Linked DNA regions of Sus scrofa: region 2 is linked to region 1. Evidence: chromatin contacts called from public Hi-C data. All regions are on one chromosome and are shown on one strand. Each heading gives the region's core, a stretch centred on a gene start, on an enhancer-like site or on the middle of the called end of the contact. The rest is flanking DNA. Distances are from core to core; before and after follow the strand shown. Region 1 has its middle 140 kb from the start of LRRK1. Region 2 has its middle 85 kb from the start of CHSY1.

Evidence for each region. Hi-C and Micro-C count contacts between places; a contact is called where the count stands out from the background.
Region 2: a contact with region 1 is called in a Hi-C map of alveolar macrophages, with 1.6 times the contacts expected there. The contact joins two enhancer-like sites. A contact is called at or near these places in 4 of 47 Hi-C or Micro-C datasets (alveolar macrophages, blood and liver) and 1 of 2 datasets of contacts at active chromatin or transcription factors (alveolar macrophages).

Annotation. Positions count from the first base shown.
Region 1 is chr1:139,634,743-139,639,192 of Sscrofa11.1, forward strand. No RefSeq gene overlaps it. Among named protein-coding and RNA genes, the nearest start is that of LRRK1, 140 kb to the left of the region's middle. Within about 2 kb of position 2,494, at least 27 of the 83 cell types and tissues checked have an H3K27ac peak or open chromatin away from gene starts, as enhancers often do. A contact at or near this core is called in alveolar macrophages and liver, where this site is marked.
Region 2 is chr1:139,717,637-139,722,086 of Sscrofa11.1, forward strand. No RefSeq gene overlaps it. Among named protein-coding and RNA genes, the nearest start is that of CHSY1, 85 kb to the right of the region's middle. Within about 2 kb of position 2,550, at least 33 of the 83 cell types and tissues checked have an H3K27ac peak or open chromatin away from gene starts, as enhancers often do. A contact at or near this core is called in alveolar macrophages and liver, where this site is marked.

The DNA of each region.
Region 1 (4,450 bases), core at 1,244-3,743:
TAAAATATTGATGAAAGAAACTGAAAAAAATGCATAAATGGAAAGATATCCAATATTCATGGATTGGAAGAATTAATATTGTTAAAAATGTCCATAGTACCCAAAGCAATCTATGGATTCAGTGCAACTCCTATCCAAGTCCCAACTGCATTTTCCATGGAAAGAGAAAAAATAGTCTTAATTTTGTATGGAATCACAAGGATAACCCAAATAGCTATAACAATTCAAGTAAGAAAATCAAAGCTGGAGGCATCATACTTCCTGATATCAAACTATATTATAGAGACATGGAAATCAAAACAGTATGATTCCAGCATAAAAACAGACAGATTAAAAAAATGGGACAGAGTTGAAAGCCCACAAATAAACCCACTCATATATGGTCAGATAATTTTTGACAAAGTCACCAAAAATACACACTGGGGAAAGGATTGTCTCTTTAATAAATACTGTTGGGAAAATTGAATATTCGTATGTAAAAGCATAAAATTGGTCCCTTGTCTTATACCATACACAAAAATCAACTCAAAACATAAGATCTGAAATTGTAAAACTCCTAGAAGAAAATATAAGGGAAAATTCTTTGACATTGGTCTTGGCAATGAATTTTTGTATTTGACACCAAAAGCCCAGGCAACAAAAGCAAAAGTAAACAAATACCACTACTACAGATAATACAAATAGCCATGAGGTATATGAAAAGATGCTTAACATCATTAATCATTAGGAAATGCAAATCAAAGCCACAATGAGATATTGCCTCATACCTCCTATGATGGCTATTATAAAAAGACAAAAGACAGCAAAGGTTGGCATGAATGAGGAGAAAAAAAAAAAAAACTTATATACTGTTGGTAGGAATGTAAACTGTACAGCTACTAGGGAAAACAGTATGGAATTTCCTCAAAAATTTTTAAAATAAGAGTTCCTGTCATGGCTCAGTGATTAATGAATCTGACTAGTATCCATGAGGATGAGAGTCTGATCCCTGGCCTTGCTCAGTGGGTTAAGGATCCAGTGATGCTGTGAGCTGTGGTGTAGGTCACAGACGTGGCTCAGATCCCGTGTTGCTGTGGCTCTGGCGTAGGCCAGCAGCTGTAGTTCAGATTCAGCCTCTAGCCTGGGAACCTCCATATGCCATGGATGTGGCCCTAAAAAGACAAAAGACAAGAAAAAAATTTTTAAATGGAACTACCATATGATCCAGCAATTCCACTTCTGAGTATACATTCAAAGAAAATAAAATTGATATCTCGAAGAGATGTCTGCCCCTATGTTCACTGCAACATTATTCCTAGTAGCCCAGATATGGAAACAACCTAAGTGTCTATCAACAGATGAATGGATGAGAAAAATGTGGTATATATATATATATTACAATGGAACATTACTTAGTTTTTTAAAAAAAGAAGAAAATGCTGTATTTGCAGCACTGGGGGCTGCAACATGAGGACATTATGCTAAACAAAACAAGCCCGTGGCAAAAAGACAAATACTGCATGATCTCACTTATTTACGAAATATAAAACAGTCAAACTCATAGCCACAGAGAACAGAATGGTAGTCAGCAGGTGCTGGGGGTGGGGTAGGGGAATGGGGAGATGTTGATCAAAGGTTACACATTTCCAGTCATAAGATGAATAAGTGCTGGAGATCTAATATACGGCATGATGATGACAGTTGATTGGAATGCACTGTGTACTTGAACTTGGCTAAGAGAGATCTTAGGTGGTCTTAACCACACCCAAAAAATGTGGTAACTGTGTGAGACAGGGGCCATGTTGGTGACCCTGGCTGTGGTAACTGTTTCACAGCATACATGTTGTGTATCTAAATATCATGTTGTATCCCTAATGTCCTAACGTGTACAACTTTTGTTGTCAATCACACTTCAAAAAAGCTGGGAAGAAAAATTACGTGGGTGGGATGGGACAGGGCGTGTTTCAAATCTCCAGAGCTTGCTTGTCTTGCCTGTGGCCTCCATGCACACACAGGTCCCTCAGGAGCATCCTAAACAATTCTGCAGACTGGCCTGGCGTCCACTGCCCAGACACATGGACGAGGAGCCAGCTTCTCACTTCCTCTGTGTTGCACAGAATGAGGTTACATCCTCCCACCCGAACTAGAACACACCCTCCATCTTCAAGTCTGGGAGAGCAGGGGGAATTCTGGGGGAGCAGGGCAGGGAGAAGGGGGGAGGGGAGGCGGAAGCTTCAACAGAAGAGGCAGATGTATCAGGAGGAATCAGACAACACCTCCACCTCCGCAATAGCTGGGAAGAGTCACTGACGCCTCAAACCAAGTGCAGCTGGAGAAGTGAAAATAAATTAACTTTTATCTGGATTTTATTTATAACAAGGGCCTAAATTTGATCTAGGCATTTTGTGGCCTTCAGCGGAGTCTGAGGAGGCCAGGATGTGCTGGAGTGAAGCCAGCGAAACAGTGAGGGAGCCATCCTTCCCCGGAGGCCTGCTGGGTGGGGTCTTTGCCATCTCAACAGCCAGGAGCTGGACTCCTTCCAGCAAGTCCGCCCATCCCCCAAACTCCTGTCCTTTAATACTAACAGTTTCCTTTTCCTTCACTTTCATTTTCAGGGATCAGAACTGAGAAAGCCCTGAACTAGCGCCATGTGGCGAGCACACATGGGGGCCTGAGTCAGAGAGCCAACCGGGCTGCCCTCCGTCCACCTTGTTCTAGCAGGCTGGCCCCCGCAGCCCCTATCCAGGGACCTCCAGCCCCTCCATCCAGCCCACCTCTCAAACATTAGCAAAGGTCCCATGGCCTCAGTAGGCCCCTGAGCCCAACCTGTAAGCTGGAGACATCCTCAGGAAACCAAGGCCACACCCTGAGGGCCAGGGACGGGAATCTCTGCGTGGCCCTATGGTCGACCTCGCTAAACCCCAAAAGCCAATGCCCAGGGCTTCCACCCCAAACCTCCCTTTCAGGGTTGCTGAGGACTAAGGGAGTCACTGGTCCCCCGTGTGGTGGTGGGGGCGGGCTCTGGAGACAGAGGGAGATCCCGGTTCAAACCCTCCCTCTGCCAATCGCCCTAAAGGCCTAGGGCAGTCTTCTCAAGCTCCAGGCACACAACAAGGGTAAATTAAAGTATAGGTCTCTATGTCCCAGCAGGGAGTGCGTGTGTGTGTGTGCGTGCATGCGTGCGTGTGTGCATGCATGTGTGTGTGTGTGTGTGTCCAGGAGGTGCCCACACAGGCCTGCAACAGCAGGTGGTAAGGATGTGTTCATGGGCTGCCTCTCTGCTATGGAGAGGAAGGCGTGAGCATGAAAGGCCCTTGGGGGCAACACCTCTCAAGGGTGGGTTAGGGGAAGTGCCTGAGCCAGGTCCTGGCCCAGGCCTCCGGTCCTTTCCTATTGATGCTTCTTAGGTGACATCCACAGAGCAGGGCTGCAGACTCCTGTCTTTCTCTCCCTCTCTCTCTCTCACACACACAAACACACATGCAAAGAGCTGGCACACTTTCCCTCATGGTGGTACCATCGGGGCTGGGGGTAGTGTCGGACCCTGGTGGGGCAGCCTGTCTGTCCTCCTGTTTACCTCCGCTCACGCCAGTGTGGAGACCTGGCCAAGAGGCACAGCCTTGTCCCTCTTTAGCTCCTGCACACAGCTGTCCCCAACACAGGGACTAGAGCTGAGGGGCCCAATTCCCTGGGCAACAGGACCCTAAAGAGGAATCCCAACTGCTTGAAGCAGGGCAGGGGGTGTATAAAAATCATGATTGGATGGCCCCCTCCCTACCCGCTCCTGCCCCTCAAGGTCAGCAGCTGCCCCAGAGGACCTACATGTTAAGGGAAGGTTGGTGGGTGGACCCTGAGCAGGGAGAATGTGGAGGTCAGAGTGCAGGGGTCCCTCTCAGAAAGCAGTGCCTCCCCAGGCATCCTTAGAGCCCAGAAGGAGAGGGTGGCGCCCTTGAATAAGAACCATGGCTGGGCCCTGCCTCTCCCACAGCAGAGAAATAACCAGCCAACCATGGTAGGCAGCTGCTGGGGGCTTGGCCAAAAAGACCTGCTGTTTCCCAACATAAAAGAATTGCCCTCCCTCCCCCAGCCCAGGAGAAGGGAGTTGAGAGCCTCTCTACCTTCCTGCAGTTTCTCTAGGCTGGCAGGCGCAGTCCCTTCACCCTCGGCCAGAGGGCGCCCTGCTCCAGCAGGCCCAGCCCCTGCCCTCCTGCCTGCCCCGCCAGCCCAGCCTCCAGGGACGCAGAGAAATGGAGGCCCCTGGGCTCCTGGCCCTCTGAGAAGAGTTTGTGGGCTTGATGAGTTTACTTTACCAAGTATCCCCAAGTATGACCCCAACTAGGGAAGAAGGAACCCTTGTGGCTGTGTGTGGACATGTGTAAACAGAGACACCCAAGCCACTGGGCAGGCGGAGGCCCAAAGGATCCCCAGTGTGCCTGGGGTTGGGGTGTGGGGGGAGCAGCTGGAGGGGAGG
Region 2 (4,450 bases), core at 1,300-3,799, 83 kb after region 1:
AGGTTTTTTTTTTGAAATTTTCAATATACCATTTAGTCCATCTAGTGAATTCTTCATTTCAGATATTGTATTTTTCAGAATACCCATGAAGTTCTTTTTTCTACTTTTTATTTCTCATTAAGATTCCTCATATAGGAGTTCCCATTAAGCCACAGCAGAAACTAATCTGACTAGGAACCATGAGGTTGAGTGTTTGATCCCTGGCCTCGCTCAGTGGGTTAAGGATCTGTGAGCTGTGGTGTAGGTCACAGAGGCTCAGATCCTGCTTTGCTGTGGGTGTGGCATAGGCCAGAAGCTGTAGTTCCAATTCAACCCCTAGCCTGGGAATCTCCATATGCTGCAAGTGTGGCCCTAAAAAGCAAAAAGGAAAAAAGGATTCCTCATGTAGTCCCTCCTTGGATATTTTTATAATAGCTATTTCAAAGACTTTGATAATTTGAACAGCTGATTCATCTCAAGATCTGTTTCTATTGCCTGAATTTTCTCTTGACTATAAGTCACATTTCCCTGTATTTTCACATGTCTACTAATCAAAAGTTATTAGTCTGGTGTGGCAGCCAGACCAGCGCAGATTTGACAAGAAGCTCCCATATAGGCAGTGGAATTTAACAAGAATAGTGCAGAGGATCCAGGATTAAAATGAGGAGTCATGACTAAAATTCTACCCAAGGCACTATGAAAGGCTTGACTGAGGGGGAAATTCTGGATATCTGTTGTACAAACTCTAGATTTTGTTATCTTCCTCTGAAGAGTATTAATTTTTGTGAAATTCCTGACTGTTAAATTCCTGGCTGATCATTGTGACTTTGTGGAGACTTGTTTTTCTCACTTCTCAGGGGAAGTCTGTTTTGATTTTATGATAAATCTGAGATATAGTCCTTGCTCCCAGTACATGGCCCATTTGGAGTTTCAGACATGCCAAGGTATCTGTGACGCTCTTCTGATTGGTGAAATTCTAAACTCTGAACTCAGCCTTCCCTGACATGAGAAGCAGCTGAAATTTCTGATTAGCTTTTATAGCTCTTTCTTTCCACTGTGTTCCTTGGAGTTTCCCCTCAGCAAGGACAGTTCAGGAGTAACTGAAGTGGGAAGAAAGTGATGTGCAGATTTGAGGGTCCCCCCTCCATGTCTCCCTGCCTCCTAGGATTTCAATCTTTCACTTCCAGCTGGTCTCTCAGCTCCAAACTCCATTCTCTGATGCCTCAAGCCAATCACAATGGAACTTTCCCAGTCCTAATTCCCCAGTGCTCTGTGGCCTGAAGAGTGCCCTCCAGGAAATATACTATAAATGATTGTAACAATAAGCAGTTCTCTTTTTCAAGGGTCGAATTTCCTCCAGCATCTGCCTGATCTTGGTCAGTCTCTAGTACTTCAAATAGTTTTTTTTTTTTGTTTGGTTGGTTGGGGGTTTTTTGGTGGTTTTTTGGCTACTTTTTCCATAGTTTATTGTTGCTATCTATGGGAGGGTTAGTCTGATACAAGATACTCTACTGTTACTGGAACTAAAACTCTTCTCAATACTGTGTATTTTGGGGAAAAAATGTTTTTACTGTGTCTATATCGTATCGCATGTTTTGGAATCTTAAAAATAATTTTAAAAAATTAAAAATAATTTAGCCTTTTAAGAAGGCAGAGAAAAATTGGAAAGATAAAGTATTTATGAGTTCTGCTATTCTCCTATGGCTCTGAAGACATTCTCTTCAGTAAGCTCCCATTTCCTGGTAATCAGTGAATGCTTTAGATTGAGTGATTTAAATCTCCCTGACAAGTAGATACACTGATTCCTGCCTAATCCCACCTCTCCCAGACATGAATTTTGGAAAAAGGCTGATCTGGTTTGAAATTTGATTTCGCCATTTATTAGCTCCGCAACCTTGGCCATGTTGCCTCAGCTCTCTGTGCTTCCATTTCTCCCCTGTAAACTGAGGGATTAAGGAAATGAAGTAATTTAAATAAAGTGCCTGGCACTTAGTAACTGTTCCACAAATGTTCCATAAATGTTACTTTAATGATTCAAGAGGAAACACATTCCACATCTCTGAAGTAAGAGTCTTGTTCTCACACCAAAAACTATTTGTTTTCACCTAAAAACTGGATGCCCCAGGCTGTCTGTATAGAAATATTTTATCTTGGTGATTATTTCCCCTTGGCAAACAACCCCACCAAGAGCCTAGAATAGAAGTAAAGAGAAACTGACGTTGGCTGCACACCATGAACTGCCAAGGCCCCTGGTGGGTCCCAAAGATGAGTGAGCCTTGGTGTCGGCCGGTCTGCTCTGTCCGCCAGGAACCAAGCCGATGGCGTATAGAAGCCCCCAGCGAGGAGCTGGAACCTACAAGGATGAGAGGAAAGGGGCCTGGATAGGGTGAGGAGGCTGGACAAAACTCCACCTGAGAGCCTGGGAAGGCTGGACTGAGTGGTATATGGCCACAAAATCTCCACGTTTGCCCAAGGAAAGGGGGGATGGGCATTCCAGAGCCAGGAGGCTCCATGGGCAAAGCTCGGAGTTTTAAGAGGAATTTCCTGTCTGTCTTGGTGGGGAGGTGTTGTGCTGGGGGCAGGGGTTAGAGCTCAGCATTGGAAAGGCAGATGGAGGCGGGGCCAAGAGGAGCCTTAGGGCAGCCAGGCTTGAACGTTGATAAAGGTGTTCTGTCTCAGCGGAAGAATCCAGATAACGTGTGTTTCTTTAGGAAGAAGAGTGCGAGACAAGGCTGGCCTGGAGGAGCAGGAAGAGGGCAGGCTGTGCCCTTCATATCAGCTTGGTGGGGAGCTGCCGGGCTGGGAGGAAGGGCCATCCCGGTGACAGTGTCGGACCACAGACAGGAAGGAGCTGATGAGTCACCGGATACGGGTCTGGAAGGAGTCTGAGTAACTGAGATTTCTGGGTGGGGAGGTGGGGTGGGGGTGACACATTAACTGAAACAGTGATGGAGGGGCACCAGGTCCTGGGAACTCTCTCATCTGTCTTAGGAAGTAATCGCAACTGTGCCCATTTCAGAGGAGGAAGCTGAGGTCACATAGCAGCAGACAGACTGGCTGGGGCTGACCCATCGCCTATGGCCTTGACCCAAATCAGTGCAAACCAGAGCTGTGCTGGTAAATCCAACTCCAAAAATAGTTAAATAAATAAAGCCTGATTTGGGATTTCCCATTGTGGCTCAGCTGGTTAAGGACCTGACATAGTGTCCATGACAGTCCTTATGTGGGTTCAATTTCTGGCCTCCCTCGCTCAGTGGGTTAAGGGTCCGGTGTTGCTTTGGCTGTGGTGTAGGCCTGCGGCCCCAGTGCTGATTCAACCCCTAGCCAAGGAATTTCATATGCTGTGGGTGCGGTTGTAAAAAAATTTAAATAGATAAATAAATAAAGTCTAATTGGAAGTGTTTACCGTTTCCTGGGGTGTAAATATTCTTGCCACATCAGCCAATTTGAGGCCACCAGCAAGATGTCACTGAATGTAGAACTGAGAATGGCTGTGCCCCAGCCATTGTCATGGCCAGTACTCACCAGCTCACCACTGACACAAACCTGTCTGCTGGAACTGAGGCTCCTTGCCCCTCTGCAGTGACAAACCCAGCACTCGAAATTCACCCAGTTCTTTATATTTTCTGTCGCTGTCCTTCACCTGAACTCTCATGGGTTTCTATCTGCACAGGTTGGAGTATCAAATGGGTTATAAGGAAATAGCTCTCAGTGAGATGGGTCACCATCTCAGACTCCGTGCCCGGCCCCCACCCTGGCTTCAGGGTGCCCAGCACAGTGACCTTTCCTGGAGCCGCTGCCAGCAGCCACCCCCACTGGGCTGCTGTGCTGAGAGGCAGAGGCTCTCCAGTCTGCCCAGGTGCCTACAAGAGGCCGCTGGGCAGCCCTCAGCAGCACTCCCAGACCATCAGGATCAGATCCCTGTTCACCATTCAGGACCCAACATGGTGGTTTCTTGTGTTTTCAGTGTCACGATCAGCAAGTGGATTCCATTTGTGTGGCCTCTGTCTTCAGTGTTGGCAGCGCTACACCCTTGTGGGCAATCTGCAGCATTTTAGTATCAAACCTATGAGAGTCCACATGTGTCACATTTTCTCCCCAATTTTGTGGTTTGTGCATATTTGCCTTCTAACTCGAGACTGACCACTGTGGGGGCCAAAGAAAGGAGTGAGGGCCTCGGAAGTGCATTGACCGTTCACTTCTGAGGGTGAGAGGGGCAAGGCTTTAGTGAAGCAGGGTGATTCTCTGATGAACTCGCCTCCCAAAGCAACTGCAGCAACAACTCTGAGGGAAAGGGCAGGTGAGGCCCCCAGCCGGGAGGCGACGATGGTGGCCTGGCTCTGCAGGGCCTGGGCTAATAGAGGGTTCCCCAGGGGGTGAAGTGGACACTGACACCCTAGCCAGGCCCTGGGCAGGCACAGCGGCCATGCCCGCCCCATGACACCTGCAGGATGGTGGGACTGGATGGCAC